Linked DNA regions of Sus scrofa: region 1 is linked to region 2. A link is a contact called in public Hi-C data. All regions are on one chromosome and are shown on one strand. Each heading gives the region's core, a stretch centred on a gene start, on an enhancer-like site or on the middle of the called end of the contact. The rest is flanking DNA. Distances are from core to core; before and after follow the strand shown. Region 1 overlaps B4GALT5 (beta-1,4-galactosyltransferase 5). Region 2 has its middle 26 kb from the start of SLC9A8.

Evidence for each region. A called contact is a pair of places that touch in the nucleus more often than the background predicts.
Region 1: a contact with region 2 is called in a Hi-C map of liver, with 1.7 times the contacts expected there. The contact joins two enhancer-like sites. A contact is called at or near these places in 2 of 47 Hi-C or Micro-C datasets (both in liver) and 2 of 2 datasets of contacts at active chromatin or transcription factors (alveolar macrophages and skeletal muscle).

Annotation. Positions count from the first base shown.
Region 1 is chr17:51,265,135-51,270,939 of Sscrofa11.1, forward strand. B4GALT5 (beta-1,4-galactosyltransferase 5) reads right to left here. Exons shown (of 9, transcript XR_002340099.1): 3 at 4,493-4,606; 4 at 2,458-3,147; 5 at 1,996-2,112; 6 at 1,181-1,368; 7 at 75-197. Among named protein-coding and RNA genes, the nearest start is that of B4GALT5, 67 kb to the right of the region's middle. Within about 2 kb of position 1,912, at least 24 of the 83 cell types and tissues checked have an H3K27ac peak or open chromatin away from gene starts, as enhancers often do. A contact at or near this core is called in alveolar macrophages and liver, where this site is marked.
Region 2 is chr17:51,372,819-51,378,621 of Sscrofa11.1, forward strand. No RefSeq gene overlaps it. Among named protein-coding and RNA genes, the nearest start is that of SLC9A8, 26 kb to the right of the region's middle. Within about 2 kb of position 3,848, at least 13 of the 83 cell types and tissues checked have an H3K27ac peak or open chromatin away from gene starts, as enhancers often do. A contact at or near this core is called in alveolar macrophages and liver, where this site is marked.

The DNA.
Region 1 (5,805 bases), core at 662-3,161, 110 kb before region 2:
TAAGAGCATTTATTAGACGGTGCTGGTCTGGAGAATCTAAGATAGCATCTCTGGAAGACAGCAGAAGGGGGTACCTGTTCCACAGGTCGTCATCTTCTCCACCCCAACCCCAGAAGGCATTAGGAAAGCCATTGATTTTCCGAAACTGTTCCACTGTTAAGCCGCTCACTCCGCCAAAGAACTCATTATAAGGAAGCCTAAAAAAGAGATGTATGGCATCAATCATTTGTGTCTTAAAGAGTGATTTCTTTTCCCTCCCAGAACAGGCCATTTCACTGAAGAACTAAGTCTTAAGTAAAACAAAACCCTCTGTGCTACAGTCCTGGGGCACTGGAAATTGTTTTCTGGGGCTGAGATGCATCAACCTGAGAAGCTAGCTAATTGAACGTTTTTCTAATTAATTTTACATAATAGCTGTATTGAGACAGAACTGACAAACCATATAATTCACCTTTTTAAAGTGTATGATCCAATGGTTCTTAGTATATTCATTAAGTTGTGCAACCATGGCCACAATTCATTTCATTTTTATTCATTTATGTTTTGGCCAGACCGACAGCATACATAAGGCCAAGGATCAAACCCAAGCCACAGCAGTGACAACGGTGAATCCTTAACTGGGCTACCAGGAAACTCTGATAATTAAGTTTAACTAATTTTATCACCCTCCCCCAAAGAAGCCTTGGGCCCCCCATTAGCAGTGACTCCTCATTTCCCCCATTCTTCTCAACCCTATGCAACCACTGTTCTCTTTTCTGTCTCTATTCATCTGCCTATTCTGGTCATTTCACATAAATGGAATCATATATCTGGCATTGTCACTGCAGCAGCTCGGGTCACTGCTGTGGCATGGGCATCTCAATCCCTGGCTGGAACTTCAGCATGTGGCAGGTGCGGCAAAAACAACAAACCAAAAAACGGAGCCATACAGTACTCAGTCTAGCTTCTTTCACGGAGCGTAATGTTTTCTAGGGTCATCCATGTCCTCCCATATATCAGTGCGGCCTTCCCTTTTACTGCCAAATAGCATTCCCTTGTGCGCATGGATGTACCACATTTCATCTATCCTTTCTGCAGCTGACGGACATTCGGGTCGGAGCTAACTGGATTTTGCCATCTTTGCATCTCTCAACCACTGTTTTAGATTTAACCTCTTTAATTAGGAGGAAATGATACTCACAGATACATATACTTATCCAGTTTAGTTGCAAAGTGCCTTGGCATCTGTCCACATCCATAATAGTTACGATCGTTTTCTGGTATATGATCCACATCGTGAAAAACAAGACAGTCCCAGTCCAAGTCCTTCATTGCTTCTTGAAAACCCACATTAAAAAGCATGGCTCGATTAAAGGGTTGGGTGCCAACCTAAAAGAAGAACTTTATTTTTAAAAGGACTCTTGAAGCGCGATCTTGGCTGCCTCAGCCCCGCCTGAAGGAGAGCTTATTGAGAGACCTCTGCCAGAAGGGAGGTGGGTCCAGCCGCTCTCATCACTGACTTACAGTCACTTGACCTCTGGCCTCAACTTCCTCAGAAATAAAAAGGAGTGATAAGGATAAACTCAAGCTCCTCTCTCTCAAGGCTGTGTAAAGGCAGCCAGCCAGCCACATAACAGCATTCAGGAGAGTACCCAGCCCCAGAGGGAAGGAAGAACAACACTGCCATTTTTACCTGTGGCTCCTTATCTTAACTTGAGGGGAATTTCCTGGGTCTGGAGCCTAAAGACACCACCCAAAGCAGCTCCAGTAAAACCAGCACACAAGTGGCCTTTGTTCAAGGGTAAACAAAGTTCCATCCTGCACTCAGATCTGCTGGTATTGAGCAACATCTCAAACCAGGAGCACAGAACTGCTCTCTGGCGCCCTTCCTACCGCTGGGTGACTCAATCATTAGATTTCAGTTTTACTGGCTCTTTACACCGAGGACGGACTGGCTTGAAGCACTCTAAACTGCTGTCTCAGAAGAGAAAGAAGAGAGAAGGAAGGACCACTCACTTGCTCCACCACATAAAATGCAAACTGCAGGCGCTGGCGCTGGAGCATGGGAATCAGGTGTCGGAGCAGGACCGGGAGGTGCTCGTGGCGGTTCCGGAAGGGGATAAGGATTGCCACCTGCCGTGGGTCACAGCAAAAGAGGACACCTGTTAGTCCCCTCAACGGAGTGCCGTGGGAGGAGGGCACTCCTGCAGAATTGGGGACCAGCCTTTTCCTTAACTTCTCTACATGAAGACTTGTGCTGGCAAGTCGACCCTTGGAAGTAAGTGAATCTCGCTTTTACAGGCACCATAACATGCACACGGTGGGGCTGTGAATGAATCCGAGACCAGAACCCACATTTACACTCACTGTGACCCAGCACACAAATACATACCATATCCACAGACAGACGTATATTTATACATAAATGCTGGTCATTAAATTGATTTTACATTCTGGTGATGGGCTGGAAACACCGACCTGTCCCAGACATGCTTTGATCATTGCTGCACCACAACTTCTCACAGGGCTGGCACAGACCAAGTACTTCAATAAAGACTCGCTGAAAAGAAGGGACTTCGGCTGGTGTCACAGGCTTGATCGAGCCACACTCCTGACGTCTCCTGACGACAGTCACACAGGGCGAAACTAAACAGTTCTCAGTGTCGGGCTGGACAACTCGGCTTTTTATTCCACTAAACTCACAGCAGGATTGCCAAATAAGGCATGAAGTACCGAATTTGTGGGGCAGCTTCTGCAATTGCCTCATAGGAGACCTACCACTGCCAACTCCCCCACTCAGCCAATATCTCTGTGAGGAAGATAAGGGTCCGGCTGGGTCACCAGAACAAAGACTTTCTGTGGCTACACAAGAGCCCTTAGGGAAACCCATTCCTCCAATATGTTCCCGACAGATGCAACAATTTTGCATTAAGTAGCAAGGACGGTGCAAATTACAAAATGTCAGTGTGAAACCCTTGGGGATTCCAAAGACACCAAGTCCCAGGTAGGCTTCCCAGTACCTGCGGTCTGACCTCACCCCTACCTTCCACCGAGGCACGCAATCCGATGGCTTCCAGTGACCTCCAAGCTTGATGGCTGGGTCTTTAGAGAAGAGTTCATGGATGGTATCCATTCCAATTTCACTCATGTTTATGTCTATTGGGCCCTCTGCACAGAAAGGGGGAGGAAAATGATAATTAAGAGGCCTGAAAACAGTAGATTCTTGTTCCTACGTTCGGGGTTTTAATCTCTGCAGCGGTTCAGTGCTTTTTCAGCAGGTTGTGTTTCCAAAAGGGCTGGGGATCCTTTCCTCTGCTTTCCACTCAGTGCACTTCAGCTCATCAAGACTACTGGGGAAAACGGCAAATCAAGACATTAAGACTTCAGAGTTCTGCTTTCTGCCCAGGGTGTAGAAAGAAATTAAGGCTAAGTACAACAGCAGTTGAACTTCTCAAGAAGGAAGGAGAAAAGGGGTCAAGCTTCCTCTGTGTGCATTCTCTGTGTGCTCCCAAGGTGGGTAGAGACACAACGCCCAACTGACTGATCAGTGACCCTGACTAGTCATGTCCAAACTCAGAACACTCATCATCTGAGTCAGGTCAAGAAGACAACTGTCCAAGAAGCCCCAGAGCACAGAAAAGGTATAATGATACCTTGCCATTGCTTTAGATTCCACATGAGATTCCAAGAAGGGAAGGAAGAGGGAAGGGGAAGGGAAGAGAAAGAAAAGATCCAAGAATTTTTAATTTTTTTTTTTTGGCCACACTCACGGCATGTGGAAGTTCCCGGGCCAGGGACTAAACCCGCACCACAGCAGTAATTAGAGCCACTGCAGTGGCAACACCAGATCCTTAACTCACTGCTCCACAAGAGAACTCCCAAGAATTTTTAAAACCAGCACATGGTTAAGAAAATTACTTTCTGGGAGTTCCTGTTGTGGCTCAGTGGTTAATGAACTAGACTAGGATCCATGAGGATGTGGGTTTGATCCCTGGCCTCCCTCAGTGGGTTAAGGATCTGGCATTGTGGTGGCTGTGGCTTAGGCTGGCAGCTGCAGCTCCAAGTCAACACCTAGCCTGGGAACTTCCATATGCTTTGGGTGAGGCCCTAAAAAGCAAAAAAAAAAAAAAAAAAAAAAAAAAAAAAAGAAAGAAAGAAAACTTCTTTCATGTCAAACAAGTTACTGTCGGTGTGAGATTTATACTAAAAGACAAGGCTTGTTTGCCTACACTTTCCCGAGGACATTTTAACAGACCCCAAGTTGCAAAAGACGGCAAAGAGTGAAAAAATGGTAGAAAATGATGCCAAGAGCCCAGGAAACCTTGCAGAAAGACCAACGAAGAGCCAGGACACAGGTGACTTTCACGGTTCCCGTTGCCAATGGCCAAGAGGTGTCTGTAATCTCTATGTAAGTAGACACAGTGAGAGACCAAGAACGCCCTCCTTTTTATTTTAATCAAATGAAAGGACATCTGTTTTAAATACAGAGAAGATAAGCAAGAGCTCTACTCACTCATGGAAGGGAGCCTTTCGGGGCAGGTGTGGTTTGCAAAGTAGGTGAAGTCTTCAGGAAGAAAAGTTGTGGTTTGTAGGAAGGTTTCGCTGTGGTTCAAGTCAAGAGGATAGTCTAGAGAAGGAAAAAAAGCAGCTCAGATGGGTCAAGTCATCACTTCTGCAATTCTTCAATGCCTACCGAAGAAGCATTTTTCTTTTTCTTCTTCTTCTTTTTTTTTTTTTTTTTTGCTTTTTAGGGCTGAACCTGCGGAAGTTCCCAGGCTAGGGACTGAATTGGAGGTGTAGCTGCCGGCCTACGCCTCAGCCACAGCAACGTGGGATCTGAGCCGCCTCTGCGACCTACACTACAGCTCAAGGCAATGCCAGATCCTTAACCCACTGAGCAAGGCCAGGGATCGAAAGCCGCATCCTCATGGATACCAGTCAGATTTGTTTCCGATGCGCCACGTCAGGAACTCCCTATTCTTAATTTTATTACAGCTTCACAGGCACTCAGTTTACAGTCAAATAACCCTACAACGCAATTAAAAAACAGAAACAAAAACAGCACTGATTCTCCCATGTCTTTCTCTACAGGAATTGTCCTCACTTCTTTCAGCCGACTACCGTAGTATTTACCTCCATCGGCCTGTACAGCCAATCTTCGTTTGTGCTGGGTGGGGGGGCCTGTACCCACCACATATGAAAGTTCCTGGGCCAGGGACTGAATCCACGCCACAGCTACAGAAATGCTGAATCTTTAACCCACTGTGACACGGCAGGAACTCCGTGATGTTTCTTTCAGTTTTAGGTCTGTCAGCTTCTCACTACGGGGGATGAAGATTTCAATCCCTTTCTTCCCCAGCTGCACCACACACACCCCCTTTCCATTCTCCAGCCTTCCTATTACCATCAATCTTCGGTATTTAAATTACGATGATTCAATACTCTCCGCAGCTGAGAAATGTGTAAAGTTATGATTCCTCTTCCTTTCCCGAATAAATTTTTCTCCCTTGGAAGGGCTGTCCTGTTTATCTATTTGCTTAGTTTGACGTGGAAGGATGACAATATCCCTTTGCTGCGTCCTCATTTCCCTGAAGACGCAGACATCAGGTCCCTCAACTGCATCTTCCTGAGGAAGGTCCATGCCTCCAGACCCACCCCAATTTGGACGGGCTTTCCCGGGAGTCTGACGTGCACATGCTATTCTCTGATCTTCCTTCCTCGGTGTCCTGGAGAGTCCCTTCACCTCCCTACAGTACTGAACCTCATTTTTCCCCACGTTCAATTTCTCTCCCTTTCTCACTTGGTACAGCACATTCTTCCAGGAGC
Region 2 (5,803 bases), core at 2,598-5,097:
GAGTGGCCAGGTCAGGTCTGTCTACGGTACCTCTACTTCCCCTTGCAGAGCATGTGCCCCTGTGTTATGTGGTTACCATGGTTTTATTTATTTATTTATTTGGCCTCACCCATGGTGTGTGAAAGTTCCAGGGCCAGGCAAGGGATCAAACCTATGCCGCAGTTGCAGCCAGAGCAACAGCAGTGACAACGCCAGATCCTTAACCCACTGAGCCACCAGGGAACTCCTGGTTATGAGTTTTGAGGTTCACGCAATTCTAGAAAAAGAACACAATCTATAATATGAAACAGATAAGAAAGTATTTATTGACAAAACCCAATAACTCACCCCAAATTATTAGACACTTGAAGAAGCAACACCCTTTCTTCTGAAATCTCTTTAGGCAGTTTACGCGAAAGGCTTCTCAATTATGCTCTGGCTGCCCCTTACTCACTCTGGAAAATTTTAGAACTCCCAATACCGCCCAGTACTTGTAAATCATAGTAAATTTGCCTTTGAGCCCAATAAAGATTTTCAATAAATGTTTGTTGAATGACTAATTGGTCAAACAGCTACACCCCCCAATTAATCTTCACAATGGATAACCCACACCCACACAGTAAGAGCCAGATGCTTTTTTTTTTTTCCTCATACTTTAAACAATGAAGAAGGTTTTGAGAAATCTCTTCTTTAAGGCAAAGATCCTACCCAACTGACTTTCAGGCCTCTGAGATAAAACGGACCTGGGTTAATTCCTGGTTCTGTGTTCTGCCTTGGGTGAACCTCCCTTCTTGGCGACTAAGTTTCCTCCTCCACGCAATGGGCATAGTTAAGAGGAATAAATGAGAACCATGGAAGTGGTAACACAGTGCCTGGAAAGTGTGTCTAATACATGAACTTTAGGTATTTTTCACTTTTAGTTATTTATTTGACCAGGTAATACGTCCAGAAAGTATAAAAGGGTAAAAAGTGAGTCTCCCCTCCTCCCTGTTCTTTCTACACTCCAGACGCAACCACAATTATAGGCTGCAAGATAGTTTCAAATTTATAGGAATGTTGCAAGAATAATTTAGAGAACTCTAGTACGCTCTTTAATCAGATTTACCAATTTTTAATATTTTGCAACTTTTAAAAATCTTCTCTTTCTTCATATGTATGTATTTATCCATTGCTAATATTATATATAAATACATATATATATATATACATACACACACACACACATATATATGTATATATTTTTTTAGGGCTGCACATGCAGCATATGGAAGTTCCCAGGCCAGGGGTCGAATTGGAACTGCAGCTGCTGGCCTACACCATAGCCACAGCAATGCAGAATCTGAGTCTTGTCTGTGACCTACACCACAACTCACGGCAATGCCGGATCCTTAACCCACTGAGCAAGGCCAGAGATCAAATCCGCATCCCTGTGGATACTAGTCAGTTTCATTACCACTGAGTCACAATGGGAACTCCTACTAATATTTATTTTTCAGAAACATCTGAGAATAGATTATATACATCATCCCCCATTTACCCCTTAATATTTCAGTATATTTTCCTAAGAACAGGATATTTTTTAATGTAACTTAGCTTGGTTACCGAATTCAGGAAATTTACCTTGATATAATACTTTAATCTGCCATCCACATTCTGATTTTGTCAACTGTTACAATAACATGCTTTACAACCTTTTTTTTTCTTTCAAGTACGGGATCCAGTTCAAGACCATGTTTTTAGCATTTAGTCGTTGTCTCTTTGCTTTAATTTGGAATGATTCCTTAGCTTTTCCCTGTCTTTTATGACATTAATGTTTTTGAAGAAAACAGATTAGTTATTGCATAGAAGGTTCCCCATTTGAGATCTGCCTGCTTATATCTGGGCCCTCTGCTGGAAACTGAAAGGCCAGGAGCTGAAATATCTGAAGGCTCATTCACTCATATATCTGGCAGTTGACACTGCCTGCTGGCTGGAGTTTAGCTGGGGCCATTAGTCAGAACACTGACAACAGGCCTCTCCATGTGCACTGAGCTTCCTTAGTGATGAAGGGAAGGCTAAGTATAAACGGAAGAAGTCCTGCTGCCTTTTATGATCCAGCCTTGAAGGTCATGCACGGCACATTCACTGCATTCTATTAGTTGAAGAAGGTACAATGTTCTGCCCAGGTTCAAGGACAAAGAACAGGGAGCCTACCTCCAGAAGAGACATATCAATGTCATCTCATTAGAAAAGCATTTGGGATGGGATATAAATGGTGTGACCTGGAAAATACAGTCTGCCCCAGTTTGTTTCATGCTATGCATCCCTGGCTGAAACATGACTTAAGTGATGTTGCATCTTTCTCAGGGCATCACGTTTGGACAGCCGTGATGTCATCCGCCTCTCCTTGGTGATGGAGATTTTGATTTCCTGGTGAAGGTATACCAGTTCTCCTCGAAACTTATAAGTAATCTACTAGGGGCCATGTGAAGACAATGGAATCGTTTGTTCCTCATAAATTTCTTCAGATTAGCATTCGTTAATGATTTTTGCCTGAATCAATTTATGATGATTTTAAAACATATATTTTTACTAACATAAGTAGATGCAGAGCTGCACCTGGGATTTTGGGGGGTTTTGTTTGTTTGTTTTTGTAAAAATGTGTGTTGGATTGCATTCCACCTTGACACAATCTTTTCCAAGGGTGGCTATTATTTTATTTTATTTATTTATTTTTGTCTTTTCTAGGGCCGCTTCCCGCGGCACATGGAAGTTCCCAGGCTAGGGGTCTAATCAGAGCTGTAGCCACCGGCCTACGCCACAGCCCCAGCAATGCAGGATCTGAGCCGCGTCTGTGACCTACACCACAGCTCATGGCAACGCCAGATCCTTAACCCACTGAGCAAAGCCAGGGGTTGAACCCACAACCTCACGGCTCCTAGTCGGATTCCTTAACCACTGTGCCACGACGGGAATTCCAAGTGGCTATTATTTTAATAATGAGGAGTCATTTTTATTTTAATGATGGTTGCTCCTGCTCAGCCTCCTATGCTGGTTTTCTCCTGTCTCTCTGACCTTGATTGTGTTGCATGTGCCCCACAGCTCAGTCCTCAGAAACCTTGTCCCATCTAGTCTCCTGCCTTGAGATACCGTCTAAGCACTAACATCCTTGAATGGATGTCTTTGGCCCAAGACCTCTGTCCTGAACTTCAGGATCAGATCTTCATCTGCCTCTTCCCCATCTCCACTTAGAGATCTAACAGCCATCTCAAAATGAACATGCCCAAAATCCAGCTCCGAACTTTCTCCCCACCCAAGGTGCTCTGTCTTCTTACCATCTTAGTTAATGTCTCCTTCAGCCTTCTATTTGCTCGAGCCAAAATCCTGAGCACCATCTTGGATTCCTTTCTATCTCTCACCCCTCACATCCAGTCATTAGCCATGGCTCAGCATCTCTGCGTAATTTTTCGTTCATCACCATCTAACATGCTGTATATTAATTTATTGGTTGTCTATCTCCTGCCACTATTAAGTCAGCTCCAGGAAGGCAGGGATCATGTCTGTTTTCCACACAGGGGCATCCCTAGTACCTAGCACAGTACCTGGTAGGTGCTCAATAAATATTTATTGCATGCAAGAATGAAACATCTTTGTACCAACCACAAACCTTGTCTAGAACTACATACATAGTGGGTGCCCCCCCCCAAGTGTTTGGATTAATGAAATAAAGAACGAGCACCTCCAATGCCACTTGTATGATCAATGCAATAAGGCCACCATTCCTGGTAACTTATTGACATTTCCCTGTCCAAACAAGTCTCTCCCACAGTCCAAGAGCTGATAACATGGGCAGTCAGGCTGGCTGGCACCAGACTGACCCGGATGTGGTAATCAGGCCACATCACAGGGGAAGGGGAACTTTGTGGCCAGAGGCTCCAGGGGTAGAGGCCAAGTTGAGCATTTAGAGGGGAAGCTGATGCCAGTAACTCGAGCCGAAACAGAAACTGTGGTGACTGGCCAGGAAGGATGCCTCCACCTGTGCCTCTTGCCCCCCGCAGCCGCTGCTGTCTTCTAAAAGACCACAAATATTTTTCGGAGGAAACTTTTCATTGAAGTGTAACATACATATAGAAAAGCACACACACAAGTGACAACTCAATAAAATTTCACAAAGGCACCACACTAGGATAACCAGCCCCCAGATCAAGGAACACTTCCAGGCCCCTAGAAGCCCCCTCCAGTCTCTGTTGCCACCAGCATGGTAACTATCACCCTGATTTCCAACCCTAATGATTATTTTTGCCTGTTGTCGAACTTTATTGCTGGCATAATACAGCATTAATTATTTCACGTTATGACTTCTTTGCAGATTATGTTTGCAGGAACAGGCTTTTGAAACTTGCCTCTTCTTCCACAAACTCTAAATAGGAAAGTGAACCTAGTAATAACTCACCTTGCTGCTGGTTTCAATATGTCAGCAATTCCTTGGAGCCTGAAGCCCATCCAGGAGGCTGGAATTGTTATTGCTCCCATTTCACAGATGAGGTGAATGAGGCACAGAGAGGTTAAATAGTTTGCCCACCTAGGAATTAAGAGTCTGCGTTTGAACCCAGGTCTGTCTGATCTATGAGCTCATGTTCTTATCTATCATACACATGTCTTATCAATAAAATGACCATTTATTGAGAACCCCCTTTGGGCTGGACATTGTGCTTGAGCTTTATGTTCATTGATTTTCCCAGCCCCTGCATGAGTCATATGTCTTTATCCCTGCTTGACAGATGATGAAAGCAGGATTCAGAGAGGTTAAGTAACTTATTCAGGGTCACACAGCCTAGAAAGGCATGAAAATAGAGACTTAAGCCCTATTGCACTGATTCCAAAGTTCAATGCAGGGTGATATCCACATCCAGTATTTACGTGCATCTTTCAAATATACCTACTGGTTTTTTCAAAGAAGAGACAACAATAGCAGTTATCTTTTGTAGAACCTCTCTGAAGCAGATGCTTTGGGCAAAGATTATGAATAATCCCTCTAATATCTGTTCCTGCCTCCTCTTTCCTAGTGAGAGAATGCCTGATTTTTAGCTGGACCCACAGCTTCCCACAGCTTTACCACATATCCCAGGCTTCTTTGAAGCGAGGTGGAAAAATGTGACTAAGTTACAGCCAATGGGAAGCTCCCCTCCTATATACCCCCTGGACCCACTTCTGGGTCCTTTTTATGTATATTTTATTTCAATTACAAAAACAATTTTTCCCTTAGTAAGCCAAGGTTACTTTGGGTCTCTAGTTTGTACTCTCATATACAGCACTTTATTATTCATAATCTTTATTTCTCCAATCAGCCTCAAGACGGGGGGGGGGGGGGCGGGTCTCTCCTTTATGGTTGAGGGACTGAGGCTCAGGGACAAAGGGATCTGCTCTAGATCAGCACCAGAGTCCACCCCCTGGGACAGCAAATCTTCTGTTCTTCCATTCTACCAGGATTGGCACACTGTGGCCTGATGGCCCTTGCAGCTGAAAACGGTTTTAACATTTTTAAAGGGCTGAAGCAAGGAGGAGGACAACGAGAGGAACAGGCAACAGAGACCTTAGGTGGCCTGCAAAGTCTAAAATATTTACTATTTCACCCTTTACAGAAAGAGCTTCCCAACCCCTAAAATTTTAAACTCTCAGTTTCTCTGCCTGGGAAATGGGGGTTCAGACATGTATTTAACAAACGCAGGAGGACATGTATTAGAGTCACACAGGTGATGGAGCGAGGAAAGAAGCTAGAGCAGGAGAACTCTAATGAGTGTGCATTGGATAAACCAACCCTGTTTATTGAGAGAGAGAGGCCACC